Regions from separate parts of the Sus scrofa genome. Here region 2 is linked to region 1. A link is a contact called in public HiChIP or PLAC-seq data. All regions are on one chromosome and are shown on one strand. Each heading gives the region's core, a stretch centred on a gene start, on an enhancer-like site or on the middle of the called end of the contact. The rest is flanking DNA. Distances are from core to core; before and after follow the strand shown.

Region 1 (6,280 bases), core at 2,878-5,377:
CTGCCAGTATAGGCCACAGCCACAGCAACACCAGATCCGAGTCACAACTGCGACCTACACCGCAGCTCGTGGCAACACTGGATCCTTAACCCACTGAGTGAGGCCAGGGATTGAACCTGCACCCTCCTGGATACTAGTCAGGTTTTTGACCCGCTGAGCCACAACTGGAACTCCCCTAGCAACTTATTAGAGTTGCAAATTCTCTGACCCTACCCCAGATACTGAATCAGAAACTCTGGGAAGAAGGCCCAGTGTCCTGTACAATAAGGAGCCCTCCATTGTGCGCTAAGCTTGAGAACCACTGCTCTTGAGTTATGACGTCTCTTCTTGGAGTTAGAGGTGTGAATTCTAGGGAGTCCAAGTTCTGTCTTTGAAGAGATGTTGAGGGAGTTGGGGGTCTCTCCCAGATTGGGGGAGGGTCTGTCCTACTGGACCTCTAGAAGGTTGAAAAGCTGAAGCCTGGGTTCAATCCCTGGTCTGGGAACTGAGATGCTGCTGCGTGCTGCCGCCAAGAAATCCAAAAATAGGGAGCTCCCGTTGTGGCTCAGCGCGTTAAGAACCCAACTAGTATCCATGAGGATGCGGGTTGGATCCCTGGCCTTGCTCAGTGGGTTAAGGATCCGGTGTTGCTATAAGCTGTGATGTGGGTCGCAGACACTGCTTGGATCTGATGTTGCTGTGGCTGTGGCTGTTGCTGTGGCTGGCAGCTGTAGCTCCTTTTCGACCCCTAGTCTGGGAACTTCCCTATGCCACAGGTGTGGCCCTTAAGGAAAAAAAAAAAAAAAAGCAAAAAACAAAACAAAACAAAACAACCCCCCCCAAGAAAACCCACCCAAAACAAAAACAAAAACCACAACACAATGTCCAGCCTTGAATTCGGATCCCCAAACCTATCACATGAGTCGTGTGACCTCATGTTTATACATTCCTCAGATTCAGTTTCCTTATCCGAAACATCTGAAACACAGGAGGATAATACTTGCCTCAAATTTGTTTTAAGGACTGGGTAGACTGTTTAGTGAACAAATATCTATTGAGTGGGTTTTCTTTGTGCACAGGATCTGGGAATTAAGGGCCGAAAGAAACAGACGTAGCTTTTTCTTTGGAGAGCACATCTCTATGCTTGGTGCTTAGCACATAGTTGACATACAATAAATGTAGTTTCCCTTCCTTTCACAAGGAAATGAAATGACCTTGAACCATGGCAAATCTGACCTGGAGAGTAAGGGTGTATGATCTGTTCTTGAGAATAAAAATTCTTCATCTAGGAGTTCCTGTCGTGGTTCAGTGGAAACAATCTGACTAGGAACCATGAGGTTTCGGGTTCAATCCCTGGCCTTGCTCAGTGGGAAGGATCTGGCATTGCTGTGAGGTGTGGTGTAGGTCGCAGACCTGGCTCGGATCCCGGGTTGCTGTGGCTGTGGTGTAGGCAGGCAGCTGCAACTCTGTTTCAGCTCCTAGCCTGGGAACCTCCATATGCCGTGGATATGGCCCTAAAAAGACAAAAAATAAATAAAGTAAAATAAAAAAATAAAAGGACTCTTTAAACAACAACAACAACAACAACAAAACCAAATAACCTTCTGACTCCAAATTCAGGACATGGAAGATATATTCACGAGTTGGGGAGAGGGAGTTCCCATGGTGGCCCAGTGGTAAAGAACCCCACTAGTGTCCATGTGGATGCAGGCTCAATCCCTGGCCTTGCTCAGTGGGTTAAGAATCCTGTGTTGCCCTGAGCTATGGTATAGGCTGGTGACTACAGCTCAGATTCAACCCCTAGCCTGGGAACTTCCATATGCAGTGGGTGCGACCTTAAAAACACCAAAAAAAAAAAAAAAAGAACGAAAGAAAAAGGAAGGGGGAGAGGGTAGCCTAGAGAGTGGGGAGGCTCATTCTAAAGAAGAGAGAGGCCTTTAGTGAGTGCATGGCAGAACCCTTAATCCAGGGAATGGAAGGTTCATCTGGGGCAGTGGCTGCCCTTTACCTACTCAGTGGGATCGATTGGGAAGCTTTTAAAAATGCTAATGCCAGGATGCCACCTTAGAGATCAGAATGAACTGTTCAGAGTATTATCTAAACAGCTCTTGAAAGTCCCAAGTGATGTCAACTTTCAGTCAAGGCTCAGGACCACTGCTCTGTGGCAGGGGAGTGAATCCCACAGGGTGGAAAACTGATAGAAGGCTTGGAAATGTTGGCCTCTGCAGGTAGGAAAGGCTGTCCTGAGGAATGGGGACAGGGTCTTCCTAAGGAAGGGCAGAACATTTTCCTGAGACCTGGGAAGTCATATGCCAGGGAATGGAGGGGAGTGTCACTCGACTCTGACGAGCCTGTCTAGAAAATGAAGGGAGACAGTCTGTTTGAGAATAGGGTTCCCAGAGGCCTTATAGCAGAGCGGGTAAAGGCCAGGACTTTAGGGTTCAAGCCCTGTTCTTCTCCCAACTGAGCATGTCCTCTGGGGTACATTACTTAGCCTACCTATGCCTCAGTTTCTTTATTTCTTTTTTTCTTTTTAGGCCTGCACCTGCAGCACATAGAAGTTCCCAGGCTAGGGGTCAGATCGGAGCTGCAGCTGCCAGCCTATGCCACAGCCACAGCAATGTGGGATCCGAGCCGAATCTGTAACCTACACCACAGCTTACGGCAATGCTGGATCCTTAACCCACTAAGGGAGGCCAGGGATCAAACCCACATCCTCATGGATACTAGCTGAGTTCTTTTTTTTTTTTAGAGACTTTATTTTTTGTTTGTTTGTTTGTTTTTGTTTTGTTTTGTTTTTTGCTTTATCTAGGGCTGCTCCCACGGCATGTGGAGGTTCCCAGGCTAGGGGTCGAATCGGAGCTGTAGACACCGGCCTACACCAGAGCCACAGCAACGCGGGATCCGGGCCGTGTCTGCAACCTACACCACAGCTTGCGGCAATGCCCACTGATCAAGGCCAGGGATTGAACCCGCAACCTCATGGTTCCTAGTTGGATTCATTAACCACTGAGCCACGATGGGAACTCCGAACTCCTCTTTATTTCTAAAGAGATGTTGAAATACCCTCCTCATAGGGATAGTGTGAGCATTAAATGAGATAATGCAACTCTTGGGGCGGGAAGTCCACAGCAGAGCACTGGAGGTTGGTGCTCTGGAGCATGGGGTCGAGGGTGGGGGAAGGTAGAGAGAATTGGACCTAACATCTGTATAAAGGAGTTCCTGTCATGGCGCATCAGAAACGAATCCCACTAGGAACCATGAGGTTGTGGGTTCTATCCCTGGCCTCGCTCAGTGGGTTAAGGATCTGGCGTTGCCATGAGCTATACTGTAAGCCAGTAGCTGTAGCTCTGATTTGACACCTAGCCTGGGAACCTCCATATGCCGCGAGTGTGGCCCTAAAAAGCAAAAAAAAAAAAAAAAAAAAAAAACCAAAACAAAACCAGTGTGAAATTCTGCCACAGGATGGGGCCTGGAAATGTCCTGCAGGGGCCGCCAGCCTCCAGGCTGCGGAGAGGCTGGTGGGGCAGGGGGAGGGGAACCAGGAGGGGAGAGGTTTGACTGCTAGTAACCTCTCATCTGCTGCAGTAAGAAGAAGCCTCAGCGGTGGCAGCATCACCAGCAGCGTCCCCTCCCATCGTCTCTGCTGTGTGACAGGTGGGAACTTAAAAGCTCAGGTCACATGTCTCAGTCAGCTAACCTACTTACCCCTTGAAGACTGGGGCCAGGGCAGGCAGGGGCCAAGAGGAATTGCCTGAGAAAGGAGCAGAGCAGGAGAAAGCCTCAAGAGTGCTCTGGGGATCTACATTTGAAGGCTTGTGGGATGAGGGAGAGAAGGCACGCATGTCAGTGTTCTGGGAGCCCTGTGTGTAGGCCTTGGCACACAGGTGCCTCCAGCATCAGGCATTGCCTGTCTTAAGGGCCCGAATTTGCCCGGGAGAATAAAGATTTCCACCATCAGAGCAGGCTCAACTCTGGGTACCAGTTTAACCTTGGAGCTAGCTGCCTGCATGCTCCGCCAAAACGGCCACCTTCCGTCCCTTTTAAACTAGTCTCTCCCTGAGAGAGGGAATGGCTTGGGGGGAGGGCTGGGGGCGGGGTGCGGTTGTGGGCTGTGGGGGTGGTAGTATGGAGGAGGTTCCAAGACTTGCTTTCAAAGCCGTTTTATCTAGTTTGGGGATTCGAGGGCGGAGGTGTGTGTGCCTGAGCTCAAGGGCCAGAACTGAGGGAAATCGATGGGGGGGGGGGGCAGTGCAGACAGTCTGACAGCTTCGCAATCCCTTGAGAGTGATGGAATCTGTACCCCCTCCCCCATCACCATTGTATAGTCTATAATCCAGGAAGCCGTCCCCTCTGAGTGACTTCAGTTCTCCTTTCCTCACTGCCCCCAAGTCTGCCCTTCGCCACCAGTCCCCAGTCCTGGGTCCACAATTGCACCAGCTCCGGCACCCTGCGTCGCTGGCTCGGCTCTCCCCTTCGCCATCCTCGCTCCCAGCGGACTGAGGGGCGGCGCGGGCCCTTTAAGAACAGCGGGACCCGGGAGCAGCAGCGGAGCAGAGCGCAGTCGCCCGGCTGGTTCGGGAGGACACAGCGCTGAGGGGCTCAGGGAACCGGGTGTGCGCGGCCGAGCGGAGTAGGGGCGCACCGCAATCACCCCTTCCCAACCTAGTCATCTCTCCTCCGACTTGAGGCCCGGGCCCTCCCCTGTCGCCTGCCCCGCCCCGGCCCCGCCCCGGCCCGGCCGCCGGGACCGGGAGCCGGGACGCCGGTGCCGCAGCCTGAGGCAGGTAAGGAGGGCCCAAAGTCTCCATCCTTGGCCCGTGGCCGCGCTAAGCATCCCGGCTCCAAATCGGCCCGGGAGCGCGTCAAGGTGACCAGGCACGCGGGAGGTGAGAGGAAGTGAGCCCGCCTTGAGGGGCTTAATTGGCAGTGGGGGTTTTGAGTCCGGGTGGTGCGCCGATCTTTGGGGAGAGCCCAGGTCCCGCGGACCCAGGGGCGCCGGCGGGAGGGGCCGGCCGGGGCGTATCTCCTAGGGATGGGGAGGGGGACGCAGCGGGAGGCTCAGAGCCTGCTCTTCCACCGCCTTTGCCTGGTCCACCCTGCGCTCACCCTGCTACCCTGACCTCCCAGCAGGCAACCTCCGTCGGCCACCCCTTCTTTTTTCCCCTCCCCCATCTAGTCCCCAGGGGCTGCTGGCCTGCGGGGTAAGGAGATTAGAGCCTCGGTGGGGAGGAGGGAGCGGGCGAGGGCTTTGAGGGACCGGGCTGGGGCCAGGCTGGGGCTGGGGCTGCCCGGGACCGAGGAGAGGTGTGGACTGAACGTTGCTGCGCGGGAGTAGTGGTCGGCGGAGGGCAGGTGCTCCGGCGGTGGGCTGTAGGATGCTCCCAGTAGCCGATCTACCCCGAGGAGGCGGGGACTGGGGGCGAGGGCAGCATTAGAAAGCAAGGGCGCTTTGAGCCAGGGATCGAGGTCTGCCCGAAACTGAGCAGGCCCTCTTTCTGCAGGCCGGCGGCGGCGGCGGCGGCGGCGTGATGGCGGAGAAGGCGCTGGAGGCTGTGGGCTGTGGACTAGGACCTGGGGCTGTGGCCATGGCCGTGGCGCTGGAGGATGGGGCGGAGCCCCCAATGCTGACCACGCACCTCAAGAAGGTGGAGAACCACATCACCGAAGCCCAGCGCTTCTCCCACCTACCCAAGCGCTCAGCCGTGGACATTGAGTTCGTGGAGCTCTCCTATTCCGTGAGGGAGGGGCCCTGCTGGCGCAAACGGGGTAAGGGAGCAGCCTGGTGGAGAGCATTGGGCCCCCAGGAGCTGCCCCTTTGGGAGCCGGAGGCCTGGGTGTCCCCGTTCTGCAAATTCTGCAGGATGGGGCCCACTAAAATGACCCCTCACTCACTGTGGGCACAGCTGAGGTGCCACGGTCTGCACCGCCCCTACACCTGTAAGCACTATGGGACACTAGATTCAATGGGTTATTGAAACTTTCCTCTTCTAAGTTGACACTATCACCTCTGGTCCTTGAGGAGTTTTCCTTCTTCCTTCCAGGGTAGACTCCTGTCTTTGAGGGCTGGCATGGAATGTGGGGGCTGTGTTGTGGGGGTTGTCCCCAGCGGTGAGCAAAAATCCTTGTACCTGTAGAGCGCTGCTGATTTTCAAAGATGTTCTCATGCCTGTCTTACTTCATTCTTGCCAAAGAACTCCAAGGCAGGGAGGGTGAAGGTTTAGCAGGGTAGATGACATCCCTCTGTTACTAATAAGGAAACTGAGGTCCAGAAAAGTTGAGCAACTTGACAAATGTCACA
Region 2 (5,920 bases), core at 2,097-4,596, 54 kb before region 1:
CAGGGAAGCTGAGTATTGATGTGTTCCTTTCCTTTGTTCTCAACCAAGAACAACACTCCTAGGGAGGGGCAGGCCTTAGGAGGCTCCTGGCCCAAAAGGCCTTGGGAGCAGGTGGAGGTAGGCTGGTTCCCATCCTTAGCTGCATTGTTGGGGAAAAGATGAGGCCTGACATCTTCGGCTGTTTTTCCATCAGGGGGCCCTGGGCGTGGAAGTCCGAGCCAAGGACCAGGACATCCTGGATCTGGTGGGTGTGTTGCATGATCCTGAGACTCTGCTTCGCTGCATTGCTGAACGCGCCTTCCTGAGGCACCTGGTAGGGCCTGTGCTCTTGTGGAGGGGTGGGGATCTGGGGATCTGGAAGGGTTGTGGGGAGATTTCTCAAACTAATGCCTTGTATTTAGTGGTAACTTATTATTGAATGTATGGGCAGGACCCAGGTCTGGGACCCTGCCTTTTTCAGTTACGTCCTCAGAGGGATCTGTGTATCTCTGCGGGCTCTGGCTACAGGGGGATGTTAAGGATCCTTGGGGCTCACAGGGAGAACTTTTCATTGCAGGAAGGAGGCTGCAGTGTGCCAGTAGCAGTGCATACAGCTATGAAGGATGGGCAAGTAAGCAGGGGAAGATGGGTGGGAGGGGCAGGACAGGATGGGACGGGACGGGACTCTGGCATTTCTCCTGTGCATTCTGAGCTGCCAGCAAGAGCCGAGGTTTCAAAATAGTTCCCTTTCACCATACGCTGAGGTAACTTTTCTTTTCCAGCTCTACCTGACTGGAGGAGTCTGGAGTCTGAATGGTGCAGAGAGCATGCAAGAGACTATGCAGGCCACCATCCATGTCCCTGCTCAGGTGCCAGGGCTAGAGAGTGAGGGAGAGGGTAAGAAACACTTTCGTTACCTCCAGTTTTGTGCTCACCAAATCCTACCTCCTCCCCTCACACAGCACGAAGATGGCCCTGAGGATGACCCACAGCTTGTGGGCATCACTGCCCGGAATATTCCTCGAGAAGCCCAACTGGCTGCTGAGAACCTGGGCATCAGCCTGGCCACCTTGCTGCTGAACAAAGGTGCCAAGAACATCCTGGATGTTGCACGGCAACTCAATGATGCCCACTAACTGGTCTGCGGGGCACAGGTGCCTGGGTTACTGCTGCCCAGGGCCTCAGTGCCCCATTCTCACTGCTATTCAGGGAGTGATTACCCCAGGAGATTGAACTGCAGGGGCAGACACTTCCAGAATCTTGTCTCACTTTGAGGCCTTGTTGACTGCCTTGCCTCCTCAGTACGTTGGGGCTTCACTTCTAGAGAAAATCCTCTAATTAAGCCACAGCCTTTGAATGTAACCACCTCTACTAATAAACCAGATTTGAACTAGATTTTGATTCTAGCGGGGTTGCAGGAAAGGTAACACACACAAAACCTTTTATTCCATACCTCAGAGGCTGGGACCCTTGTCCAGGTTCTTCTGGAACATGCTGTTTCAGTCTCAATACTTCTCATTTTCCAACGGAATAAATTGTCTCCCAGGAAACATCATAATCTTGTAATAATCTGTGACTTGTCCCGTTTACGGTGCAGCCTTGACTCATATCCCCCCTCCCCCACTGCCTTTAGAAGTCTACAGGTCAGCGATCCTACAACCCTTTTGTAAAATGAAGAGACATCTCATACATATACATATATATAAAAACCAATCCTTTAATAAACAAAATTAGTCCATCTGAAACTCCCCAATATCTAAAGTACTAGTCTCGGATGGGTTAGCTGCAAAATTCCAGTTCCGAAGCCAACGGCGGCTCAGTCCAGACGGGGGTTAATGGACTAGTAGTGCTGGTATCTAGGTGCTTGGCTTGCCCAGTGGGCCCGCCGGGAGGGGAGCGGGCCTGGGGGCGCGGCCCCCACCCCGCCCGGACCGGCCACCGCGGGAGACGCTCACACCGCCAAGTGTCTCGTCCGGACGCGCACGGGCCTGCGAGCGGAGATGGAGGGAGCGCGGACGTGCAAGGCCCGGGACCCGGCAGCAAAGGGGCCCCGGAACAAATGTGACCGACTCCGCCGCCGCCCGAAATCGAGTTCCGTCTGAAGTCGCGGCCGGAGCAACGGGCTGGAGAGTAACGCGCGCGGCCCCGCCGGCGGCCTCTGCACCCACTCACCTTCCCGCCGCGCTCCCCGGCCCTGCGTCAGCACGGCCGGCCCAGCCTTCCATTAGGCGCCGCGTCCTCCCCGCAGCCCATCAGCGTCTGCGGCCAGGCCAGCAGTCACGAGCTGGACCCCGGGGCCGAGCGGCTTTCAAACGGCCGTCCTCGGCGGAGCCACAGCGGGAGCGGGCCGCGCGGGGGAGGGGCGGGCAGGCGGCGGCGGCGGCGGCGAGGCTGGGGAGGGGGCGAGCGCGCGGCCGGGAGCCCGTCGTGGCCCAGCTCTTTCCGTGAGGGCTGTGGTGGCCCTTAAAAGGGCCTTTGTGGTGGCGAAGGGAAGACCGGGCGGCGGCCGTGGCGGCGCAGGCGGCCTCAGTACTCCTGCGAGGCCTGGGTGGCCTTCTTGCCGCCGGCGGGCGCCTTCGGCCCCACGGTGGCGCTGGTCTTCTTGGGCAGCAACACGGCCTGGATATTGGGCAGGACGCCTCCCTGGGCGATCGTCACGCCGCCCAGCAGCTTGTTGAGCTCCTCGTCGTTGCGGATGGCCAACTGCAGGTGGCGAGGGATGATCCGCGTCTTCTTGTTGTCGCGGGCCGCGTTGCCCGCCAGCTCCAGGATCTCGGCGGTGAGGTACTCGAGCACCGCCGCCAGGTAGACTGGCGCGCCGGCGCCCACTCGCTCGGCATAGTGGCCCTTGCGCAGCAGGCGGTGCACGCGGCCCACCGGGAACTGGAGGCCGGCGCGTGATGAGCGAGACTTGGCCTTGGCGCGGGCCTTGCCGCCGGTCTTGCCGCGGCCCGACATGCTGCGTGAGGTAGATGTACGTTGAGGAGAACGCCTCGCAGGGACGAAAAACAGCCGCCGCCGCAGTCCAACTGGTGCCGCGCGCGCCCAGAAGCCGCCCTTATAAGCCCCCCAGGGCACACCCCCGCGCCCTCCTGATTGGCTCTTTTCTTTAATACCCGCCTCCGGTTGGCTGCAGTTAACCAATCGGTGGCGCGCCCCGGCTGAGAGAACGCGCCCTCCGATTGGTAGAATTTGAAAACCTTCTGCCCGGGGAAAGAGGCGAGGAGGAGCTGCAGCGAGCCCACAGCAAACCACTCTCCGGTGTAGCCAATCCATGTGAAGCGCGCCAGATTTAAACACTACAGCCCTACTCCAGAACCGGAAGACATAGACAGTGAGGTCTGAAGCCATCTCAGGGAAATGTGTGTGGGACTTAAGGTTTTTAAAGAAAAGGGGTCAGCACTACTGACTACTCTGCCTCACTTCCCAGGTCTGGTCACGCCCTCCTATCTGGCAAAAAAGGCATGAAAAAGGGAAGGAATTAGAGACCCTCTGCAAGTTCGACCCCATACCAGATAATGCCAATCTTATGGCTCTCTACGCCACGGAGCAGCAGGATTTCAGTATTTACTCAACATGTTCTACCTGGTTTGTTCTTTGTGTTCACTTCTTGCTAGAAGTGGCCTGAGGTACTGAAAGAAAAAGGATGAGGCAGAGAGATAGGCAAACTCTTAGAGGAAATGCCTCCACCAACACTCCCAATCTACCTTAAAATGCCCACATAGGAAATACACCTACAGAAACAACAAGAAAAAACAACTTTTTATTGTTGCCACTGGGAGCACCTGGCCCCCCAGTCTGCTCTGAATCATCAGAATACTTAATTATAGTCAAATGTCAAGTCATCCTCAAGCCTGTGACCCTATCCGCAGCCAGGGTTCTATCCCCAGGCCCAGCATATTCCTTGAGTGTCAGAGTTGTGGGTAACTGCATAAAAGCTACAGTATTCCCTGCTTAGGTGGCTGCAAAAGTGGGATGGAGAGGGAGAGTGGCAAGTTGAAGAAAGCCATAAGCAAAGTTCAATCAACAGCCCTAGAGGGCAAGAAAGGCCCAAGGATGTCAATAATCATAGGGGAAAGGAAATGCTGAGGACAAAATCTGGAGAATGAAGGGTGGGAGAGGCTTGGACCAGGAGGCAGTCTTGGTCCAGAAGAGCTGAGCCTGAGTCAGGGACCCTAGTGGTTATGAAGCAAAAGGCAATGATTAGGCGACTCAGACATCATAGAAGAGTCGGACAAGCTGGTAACGAATGGAGAAGGTGACAGCACTGCCCACGACCTGCAAGGAGAAACAAACTAGAGTCAGAACCATGGAGAAAGGGAGAGAAGGAGGTGTAAACCCCACTCCCAACAGCACTGCACCTGCAGCAGTAGCAGGAACAGGGTGAGATTTCTCTCATGCATGGGCCCAAAGACTTTGAGTAGCAAGTTGATGAGGGTCATGTTGTTACACTCTGTGAAGGCACCATCCTCATTCTCACTCTGGCGCACGGTCACTAGCCGGAGGCTCTCTGCTACCTGGAGGGACCAGAAGTGGAGAGGACTTCAGCTAATACCCATGCTTCAGGAATGGGGATCTGCTTAATGCTTCCAAGCTCCCCATGGAGCTGATGAAGGCCTAGGTTCCCCATTCCCTGAATTCAGAATGGCAGCCTAGAGCCTTACCTCCTTGTTACCCTGTTACCTTTAGAATAAAGGTGCCCAAGAAAGAGAGGCTCTTGGTCTTGAACTTGGAATAGCTCATCTCCAGTTTGCCTGTCTTGGTATTGAGTCTGCAGGGGAAGAGACCTTCATGTGACTGGGCCACTACTCAACGAACTCTCCTCACTGTGGTTAATTAATAAAAAGAGCACTGAAAGTGGAGTCAAACACCCTAAGATCTATTTCTGGCTCTCCTCGTTAGCTCCCTGTAATCAGAGCTGCTGTGAACATCAAATGAGATCATGTAACTAAATGTGCTCTGTAATGTATAAAAGGCTGACCACGTGGAAGGCGTTAGCCCTCCTTTAGGCCCACTCCCTTTGCCCAGCAAATGTCTAAGGCATCCCAAGTGAAAAAGCCTTTCAAGTCCCGAAGCAGTTACCTGGGCATACGGTGGCGCGGGCAGGGGATGATATGCAGGAGCTGAGGCAGTGAGTAGAGGAAGTTGAACACCTGAGGCATGAAGAAGAGTAGCATAGTCTTGCTGAAGTGTCCCAAGATGCCCACCACGGCAAAGGTCATGCCAGCAAAGTAGCAGAAGGTATCTCCCACAAACACCCGGGATGGGTACCTGTGGGGGGGAGGGGATCTTAGCCAGTGGCCAGAAGCAGAACTAATCCTTTCTCTCACATTGCACACCCTGGGCTCTGGGTTAACCCCAACCCTAGTTCTGGCTTAGAGGAGATGCTAGCTCTCCCAGCAGCATTCCAGGACCCAAGGTTCTGATTCCAACTATTCTTGGGGCCCCAGAGCACCTGGCCCCAGCTATTGCTGGGGAGAGAATAAGGTTTAAGAATATTACCAACTGAAAACCCAGAAAACACTCAATACAGGGATGCACAAGTTTAGCCTCTCCATCAGAAGACAGGCCACAATCAGGACCATACTGGCCACTTGTTCAAACAGCTGTCACCCTATCCACAGGGCTACTTACCAGTTATGGTAGAGCAATCCCAAAGTGGTGAAGAAAAAAGGTATCATGAAGTAGAGGGAAAAGACGTGATCATCCCGATAATCACCTTTAGAAGCAGGGGGAAAAGAAGGAAATGTTGATAGCCACTTCGACTGCACAGCTGGCTCCTGTTTTCGTCTGCCCCTAAATTCTGGCCTAAGCTGTACTGTCCACCTCTTCCAAGTCTGAAGAACTCACTACCCCTTTTTTGTCACCCAGGCAATTTGTAATATTGTAACTCTTTCATGAAGGCTTCCTAAACTTGTTACTGTATACGTTTGGTTTAGAC

Evidence for each region. HiChIP or PLAC-seq counts read pairs in DNA pulled down with a chosen protein or histone mark.
Region 2: an H3K27ac HiChIP or PLAC-seq map of alveolar macrophages shows a contact between it and region 1. The contact joins the promoter of LOC100522201 here to the promoter of ABCG4 in region 1.

Annotation. Positions count from the first base shown.
Region 1 is chr9:46,360,419-46,366,698 of Sscrofa11.1, forward strand. It overlaps ABCG4 (ATP-binding cassette sub-family G member 4), which reads left to right and starts at 4,128. Exons shown (of 15, transcript XM_013979467.2): 1 at 4,128-4,766; 2 at 5,484-5,748. The coding sequence starts at 5,511.
Region 2 is chr9:46,307,148-46,313,067 of Sscrofa11.1, forward strand. LOC100522201 (histone H2AX) reads right to left here and starts at 3,347. Exons shown (of 1, transcript XM_003129950.5): 1 at 1,677-3,347. The coding sequence starts at 3,330. The coding sequence ends at 2,506. It overlaps DPAGT1 (UDP-N-acetylglucosamine--dolichyl-phosphate N-acetylglucosaminephosphotransferase), which reads right to left. Exons shown (of 9, transcript XM_003129927.4): 5 at 5,614-5,698; 6 at 5,062-5,250; 7 at 4,663-4,750; 8 at 4,341-4,496; 9 at 1,677-4,257. The coding sequence ends at 4,192. HMBS (hydroxymethylbilane synthase) reads left to right here. Exons shown (of 14, transcript NM_001097412.1): 11 at 194-313; 12 at 557-610; 13 at 762-848; 14 at 942-1,356. The coding sequence ends at 1,115.